Linked DNA regions of Zea mays: region 1 is linked to region 2. Evidence: chromatin contacts called from public Hi-C data. All regions are on one chromosome and are shown on one strand. The core of a region is the stretch at or near the end of the contact, and the rest is flanking DNA. Distances in the headings are between cores, read along the strand shown. Region 1 holds the start of LOC100276408. Region 2 has its middle 20 kb from the start of LOC100285499.

Evidence for each region. A called contact is a pair of places that touch in the nucleus more often than the background predicts.
Region 1: a Hi-C map of leaf mesophyll shows a contact between it and region 2, with 1.7 times the contacts expected there. The contact joins the promoter of LOC100276408 here to the enhancer-like site in region 2. A contact is called at or near these places in 3 of 25 Hi-C or Micro-C datasets (ear, leaf mesophyll and root tip).

Annotation. Positions count from the first base shown.
Region 1 is chr7:142,976,938-142,981,393 of Zm-B73-REFERENCE-NAM-5.0, reverse strand. LOC100276408 reads right to left here and starts at 1,630. Exons shown (of 2, transcript NM_001150211.2): 1 at 1,193-1,630. The coding sequence starts at 1,553.
Region 2 is chr7:142,868,431-142,872,415 of Zm-B73-REFERENCE-NAM-5.0, reverse strand. No RefSeq gene overlaps it. Among protein-coding and RNA genes, the nearest start is that of LOC100285499, 20 kb to the right of the region's middle. Within about 2 kb of position 2,380, at least 18 of the 20 cell types and tissues checked have an H3K27ac peak or open chromatin away from gene starts, as enhancers often do. A contact at or near this core is called in ear and leaf mesophyll, where this site is marked.

The sequences.
Region 1 (4,456 bases), core at 381-2,880, 110 kb before region 2:
CCACCGACGTGGAGTGATTCTAGATGGTAGTACCAGTTCACGTAGGACTGGCACGGTTAGTCTATCTGCTTTGTACATAAAAGAAGAAGAAAAATAGACTATAGACTTATCACTTGCTTAAATATAATAATTTTTCTAGTCTAGAGATAGTCGAGGCCGGTGATGATACTGAGGTTAAATTGTACGCTTATGTCAGTCTTGTATCTCTAATATTCTGTCCACATTGGAATATATGGCAGCTTGATAGTGAAATGTTGAAAAGGAAATGGTACAGGACGAGCCCCACTTGTCTGCTGCTTTTCTGCTCTTTAGCTAAGAGTCCAGGAGAGCTCTTGTTCTGCAAAATCATGAATCCTACCTAATATTGCCTTCACTGAAAGCATTTTTTTTTCATAAGGAGCCATCCCTGTCTCCCGTGATCCCATCAGCATGAATGAATAAATATACGAAGGTTTTCTTTTCCCCCTTGATCTAGAATTTTGACTTGCACTAAGCAACCAGATAATAGAATTCCCATTTCACCTTTTTGACTTCACATGCATATTTCTTTACCTAAGCTAACTTACAGAACTACAGTTATCACAATCAACTACAGTTATCACAATCTTTCCGGATCTAACTTACAGAACTAGACGTCTAAACCACACTCAGAATGAACTCGCAATGGCTTGCAGCAACAGGCAGCGGCCATCACTTGCTGGACCACTTTTCCCCTCTGTTTCCATGGGTTGGGCGGTGCCGGGCACTTAAATCCTAAGCTAGTTTTGTTAGCCAAGCAATAGAAAATGTAAAAGTGAGGTATAACACTTCTCCAACTAATTCCTGGAGGCTTTTCACATCGTCTGGAAATCAAATAGCCACGTCTGATGCCCTCTTTAACTAAAATATCCAGAACTGTCTTATTCCTCACTTGCAGCAAGAACCTATTCCAGCTTCAACATCCACAGAAATTTCAAGCGCCCCCAAAAACTTAGTCCGGTGCTTCATCAAAATCTAAGCGAAGGATGCCAAATTTGGCGCAACTAGCCCCGATCCGAGTAAATGAAAACGACCGACTCTTGTGTTCAACAGGAATCACGTCGAATTCTTCACTGGGTTCGGATATTGAGCACCCCCTCAAATCATACAGTAAGGGAAGGGGGCAAGTGGGGTCGTTTCGTCCCCAAACATGTAAATCGGCGTGATCACGTACATGGGGAGGATGCTTCCTTGGGCGAGCACGCGGCGGAGGGCCAGAGGAGGATGGCCCTCCAGATCCCGGAGAGGTTGGTGACGAAGCCGACGAAGAGGAAGAGGAAGCCGAGCCCGACGACCCAGGGCATGAGGAAGAATCCGAGCATGAAGGTGACCGAGCCGCAGAGCATCAGCGCCATGGACGCGCCCAGCAGCATGGACGCCACCCCGGCAGGTGTCACCTGCCGCGGCAGCAGCGGCCGCGCCCCCGCCCCGTCGTCCGGCGACGCTCCGAGGACGGTCAGCAGGAGCGCGCAGAGCTCGTAGAGCAGCCGCGACTGGTGCGCGTCCGCCGCCGCAGCCGGCGCCGCTGGCCTCATCACGCCGTCCCTGGAGCCTCGGAGGGGATGAGATGGGATGGGGGTGGGGAGGCCGAAATGGTGGTTTGCTTCGCGTTGCTTTTTCTCTTTGCCTTGCGGCTTTTTTTAGTTGAGTGGGGGTTTGCACTTTCCTGCAGCGGAAAGGAAGACGCGAGGCGGAGCTGGAGACCAAGGATTGGAAGCATTGAAGGGAACATGGGCGCTGTTGCTGTTGAAATACTGCTGGGGCCACCAAGAGGATAATGCCGGACGTATTCTTTATTGGTTGGCTGATTTCGCGGTGACGTGGATAACTGTGCGGCTAGTTGGTTGCCTACTAGTCAAAGTTTTAACAATTCCGCGAATTCGGGTTGAATTTGAAAGAAAACCGTTCAATTCTAGCTGCTGCTCCAGGCTCCAGCTGATCTCGAAGTCGAAGTGGTGGAAAACAGAACAAGAATGTTGTTCGGGTGGTTTTAACTAGGGATCAAAAACAGAAACCGTAATTTTCGGTTACCAAGAATCGTTTTCGAAATTTTACCAAAATTTAGTGCTAAACGAAAACGTTTACCGAAAATATAGAAACGAAATCGGTAGAAAAATACGGAAACGGAAACGATTTGGGTCCGAAAATTACCATATTTATTCGATATTTTACCGTTGGTAACTAATTTGGTCATTTTTCAGAAAATATTAAATCTGAACTAATCTTTGTAAATGTATAGTAAATTCATTTTAGCTTAAAAATATGAATCTAATTTTATTAGTTTTCTAAAATCAAGAACTATCTAATGATATATATAGTTTAGAGTTGTTTATAACTTTTATTGATCTTGTTTATAGTTTCTTTCCGGTTATTACTCTTGATACATCTATACTATTCTATTTATATTAAGAACATAACGTGGCCACCTGGTGCTACAAGATCTTCACTGTGCAGCCAGCTACTGCGCTGCCCAACACTCGACCCCCATCCGCGTAAAAAATACTGCAAAGCGAGCACTCGAACCCACGCCCTCTACTCCAGAAATTTGGGACTAACCACCAGACCACATATAGCTTAGTGTTTACAATTATATTTGAATAAATATCTCAATACCTATTTATATGATATATATAACAATCGTAGCAAAGTACGGGCAACTAGCTGTCGGGGACCCCCAAGACTCCTAATCTCAGCTGGTAACCCCTATCAACACAAAGTTGCAAAGGCCTGATGGGCGTAATTCAGGTCAAGGCCTCGTCCACTCAAGAGACACGATCTCGCCTCGCCCGAGCCCAGCCTCGGGCAAAGACAGCCGACCCAGGAGGATTCACGCCTCGCCCGAGGGTCCCCTCAAGCAACGGGCACACCTTCGACTCGCCCTTGGCCCAGCTCGGGCAGGCTTCGCGGAGAAGCAACCTTGGCCAGATCACCACGCCAACCGACCGTATCGCAGAAGCATTCAATGCAAGGATCGCCTGACACCTTATCCTGACGCACGCTCCTCAGTCGACAAGGCCGAAGTGACCGCAGTCACTTCGCCGCTCCACTGACTGACCTGACAGGAAAACAACGTCGTCTGCCCTGCTCCGACTGCTGTGCCACTCGCCAGAGTGAGGCCGACAGCAGCTAAGTCTAGCCTCGGGCGCCATAGGAAGCTCCGCCTCGCCCGACCCTAGGGCTCGGCCCCCGCCTCGACCTCGGAAGACGGTCTCCGCCTCGCCCGACCCCAGGGCTCGGACTCGACCTCGACTCCGGAAGACGGTCTCCGCCTCGCCCGACCCCAGGGCTCGGACTCAACCTCGACCTCGGACGATGGTCTCCGCCTCGCCCGACCCCAGGGCTCGGACTCAACCTCGACCTCGGACGACGGTCTCCGCCTCGCCCGACCCCAGGGCTCGGACTCAGCCTCGACCTCGGAGGAATCACCGCCTCGCCCGACTTTGGGCTCGGACCGACCACGCTACAGGGGGGGTCCATCATTACCCTACCCCTAGCTAGCTCAGGCTACGGGGAACAAGACCGGCGTCCCATCTCGCTCGCCCCGATAAAACAGGTAATGATGACACCCCGCATGCTCCATGACGACAGTGGTTCTCAGCCCCTTACGGAAGCAAGGAGACGTCAGTAAGGATCCGACAGCCCCGACAGCTGTACTTCCACAGGGCTCAAGCGCTCCTCCGACGGCCACGACATCACATGAACAGGGCAGCAACACCTCTCCGACAGCCACGACGGCATGTGCATAGGGCTCTGGCTCCACTCTGCTAGACACGTTAGCACATTGCTACACCCTCCATTGTACACCTGGGCCCTCTCGTTACATCTATAAAAGGAAGGTCCAGGGCTCTCATACGGGAGGGTGGCCGCGAAGGTGGCCGCGCGGGAGAACGGGCCGACGCACAAGGCTCTCTCTCTCTCTCTCTCCCTCGTGAACGCTTGTAACCCCCTACTGCAAGCGCATCCGCCCTGGGCACAGGACAACACGAGGCCGCGGTTTCCCCTTACTGTTTTCCCCCCTTGTGTTCCGTCTCGCTCCGACCCATCTGGGCTGGGACACGCAGCGACAATTTACTCGTCGGTCCAGGGACCCCCCCGGGGTCGAAACACCGACAAACTAGTATCTTCATAATTTGCAAGAGGACCTGAAGGACTAGAATGATACCGATTATATCGACTTTCTAACTATATGTATTTGTGCATAGTGCTTGTCAATTGTATTTGTGAGATATGTTTTAATCTTTATGAATTTGTGAGTATTTATATATCATTAGAAAATTGTATGTGGATGCACGATTTGTGTGATTTTTTTGAAGTCAATTGAGGGTACCTGTTACGATCTTTACCGGTGTATTTTATTTTCTGACAATAACCGATGTGTTTTCCGTACCAAACTTTTGTTTCTGATATTTTTATATTTTTGAATTACCGATATTATTTC
Region 2 (3,985 bases), core at 1,131-3,630:
AAGCTAGTTTAGCGTGGTAGCATAATTGCCATGCGCGTACGTGAAGCTATTGCAAGATGCTAACCGTCAAAGCATGGATGTGGATCAGCTGTCAGTCCATTGATGATCAGTTTATTTCTTTTATTTGTTGCCCCGACCATATGATTGTGAGTAGTACTGAATTCATCATGCATGTGGGTTGGCCAATGCAAAAGAAGCAGTCATACGTACTACTTCACTTGCATGCGACAAGGGGGGCGCACTGAATGAACGACACTACTAGATAGCGAACAAATAAATGCTAAAAGCTTACACGAAATATAATGCATGGAGAGATGTTTATATATGTACCCGTACTACTGCGTATACTGCACGGTTGTTTGTTGCAGACAACATATAGAAACAGTAGCAGTAGTATACTACACCGTACCTAGCCAATTTAAAGCAGCAGGCCATCAAGTTATGAAAAAGAAAACACTAGTGTTTCATATTGGGTCATCAGGCTATATGAACTGCATGCATGAGCATGACCATCTATCTATAGCCATGCGTATGAATCCCTTGTTGAGCACTACTAGTAAGTAGTAGGAGTACAGTAGAGCGGTAATTAACCAGCGTGAAATTTACCGAGCTTGTGTAACTTGTCGTGTAGGACTATGACCTCGGTATTATTGCTACCAACTGTAGCAGTAGTAACAGTAACAATCTGCGAGGAGTGGTTCAATAATCAGAAAAGTCATGCATGGGCATCCGCCAGCGTTAGCAGCTATGTAGTCTCTACTCCTACTCCTAGCTTAGCTGATGAAGGAAAGGAGGAGCTGCCGCCGCGACCGCGAATGATAGGACTACTACCCATGGAAGCACATGCACGCGCTGCAGCCTGCAGCGATGGCCGCCGATGGGAATGGGTGAGTGCCTGGGAGGAGGAGAGGGAAATGGAAACGCCCCCTGCTTCTGCTGCCTGCCGCCGCGGCGGAGTGGGGCAGCAACCCATCAGGGCTTGTTCGGTTCTACCCTAATCCATATGGATTGAGGGGGATTGAGGGGGTTTTAATCCCTAGTAAGTCAAAATCCCTCTCAATCCGTATCAATCCCCTTCAATCCATATGTATTGAAAATAACCGAACAAGCCCTCAATGGGCAGTTGGATTGCTTCCCACTGCGCAGGAGACAGACGGCTCCTGTTGGCCTTTATTGTGCCCGGCCCGGCCCATGGTTCTACTATGTTCTATAGTTAGAAGACTGATGGTGGAGTCCGGACCTCAGAGGGGAGCACCGGCGGGCGGACGGACGGAGCGTGCAGTGCAGGACTACGTCCACACCACAGCCGAACGAACTACTGTAACCGGCCGGGCGACGATGGTGATACTTGCTTGCGGTGAAGCTAGCGGTACCAGTCAGTACTCGCGTAACCCTAAACTGGAGAAGGATCACGACGTGACTGCCAAGTTTTCCTACTACACCTCCTCTGTTCCATTCCACGCACGCTACACCACACACACACACACACACACCCCCACGCCGTCTGTCCTCTGACGGTCTCTATCACGTCGCTGTCTAGCTAACGTACGCTCCACGGACGGTCCAGTCCAGTAATAACAATAACAACAAGGCAGTCTGGTCTGGCAGTCGTCGCTTCAAAGACCGACGGCTCGCTACCACGCTGTGTCGTGGCGTCGCCGTCGTCTGGCTAGGCAGCGGATCCGATCGCGCATCGCAGCTTCCATGCCTCCGCCGCTCGGCTCGGCGTCTTGCCCAAACAGTGCGCCCGACCGCGACGTACGGCTCGGCCCGGTCGCTGTCGGGGCCGCCGGAAAGCTAGCGACGGGCCCTGCCTGCGTCGTCGCCTCTCTCGCCCGCATGACCGTGTGGATCACCAACTGGTGCTGGTGGTTCTTGTCTTGCCCTGAGTTCGTATCGTTTCGTTTCGTTTCATTTCATCCACGGCTACTACTACACGCGAACGCAGTAGTAATGGATAGACAGGGACGTGGCCTGCTTCCTCGACCTCCAACTGCGCTGGGACTGGGACTGACTGCAGAGGTCTTAAAAAAAGGTACCGTAGAGCTCTTATTGAAGAAGAAAAATCTCTGCGAGATTTCTGTGGCCTTTTTGTCAACCTTGCGTTGCGTTAGCTCGCGGACAGCGACGGCGGCGTGGTTTTTTTATATTATTTTCTCCATTCTGTTGTGGATGCGACGGCAGCAAAATTCTCTCCTCTTCCGGACAGTCTCCAGACCAGACCTGAGAGACGGCCAGGGTTAAATAATAATAATAATCTGATTTGATCTCACCTTCCCGTGCCCCTTTTATCTGCTTGCTTCCCTTCCCTGTAGCGCGCGCGGGCCCTGATGAATACTAGTGTGGCCGCGCGCGCCTGCTGCTGGCACAGCAACAGCACACGCGACAAAGGGACGGCCATGGCCCATTTTACCCCAGCCGAGCCTGTCTGCCCCTGCGTGCGACTGCGAGGATGTAAACAATTTTTTTCCCCTACCACCACCAAGCCAAGCGTCACACCTCGGGTGCATGGCGTCATGCACACCTCGGGCAGACGAACGTTCCCGGCCACCCGTCTCCAATCTTGAGATAGCTTTTGCAGAAGTGCTCCTCTCGTTCTCGTACCGTCAAAAAAAAAGGCTACGAGGGTCAATCGCAGTCACTGTGCTAGGCTTTGACCTTGTGTAAGTCGTAGTTCGTGGTAAATGCGCGCCGGCACGCGTCATCAGTTCCGTGCCGGAGTTGGTCAGCATATTTAGCAAAACCAGGGAAACCGAAATCCAAATCACCTCCACCTAAAACGTGCCCACCAGGGCGCCTATGTCAGCATTACCGATGCTCATCTTTGATACCAAAGACAAATTATTGATCAGCTAAAAACTACGGGCTTCAATAGGAATGCTAATGGAACCTGAGCCCTAATGTTTCCATGAGGAATTCTCCTATTAATCATCACGAAGATCGAAATGGGGGAAAAAGTCCTCATTGAGCTCCTCGTTCCCTACATACCCATCCTGCGAAATTTCCTTGCTCTAAATTAGCCTCATGATATATTAAAATTCTACTAAAATTCAATACATAGCCTAGCATGAATAGCAAACAACCTAAAGTGCATGTCTCTTATAATTTTAAATGTTATTTGTTTAATATATATTAATGTTGATATAACCAATTTACATTTGTCTCCAAAATCTGAATTTCCTAATAGGGACGGATTCCCTGCAAGTATAAAATCCCTGCTAGGGACGGGATGGGAGAAACAGAAGTCCCCCGTGAGCTTTCGTGGTGATGGGACGCATACATGGAATTTTTCTTCTTGTGGGCATGGTGACATTAGATTTTTCTTCTCGCGAGGACGGGATGGAGAGCTATTTCCCGATAAAAAAAATTCACCACTACTATCCCTAGGCTTAAATAGATCATGATGACAACTTTCTCTTCGTGCTATTCTTCCCAAAACCCTCAATGTGAAGCGGAAGCCACTCGAAGGCGCCACGGGAGAAATCCTAAGATTATTTAACCTCCTTTCCTCCCTTGTCTGATGGGCCATGGCCTCCTCACCCTCGCCCAGATCCAACTTAGCTAGGAGATGGCAGCACACGCCCCATCTTGTAGCGGCCAAAAATCCAAGTGAGAGACACAACTCTTCCTCCTCGCTGACGCCTGAGCATACGACCTATTCAGAAGATGTTTTTTCAGATGCTACAACAACTATGGCTACATATCCCCCTCCCATTTCATAGTAGAAACAACAGTTGCGATAGTTGAAGTAAGCAGGGCCAAAGAGGTTGTTCCCATTGCTAATGGTGGTGGACGTTCCGTTCTTCAATCTTCACCTTGTTAGAAGTTGTAGGACCTTGTACACAAAATCTAACAATCGGATGTGATATAACATGTGTGTTATACTTTAAGTTTGGACGACAACGCCATTAGAGCGGTGTAGCTCCACACATAGATGACGAGGTAGAGAGCGGTGCAACATTGTTCGTATTGGCAAAATGGCCTA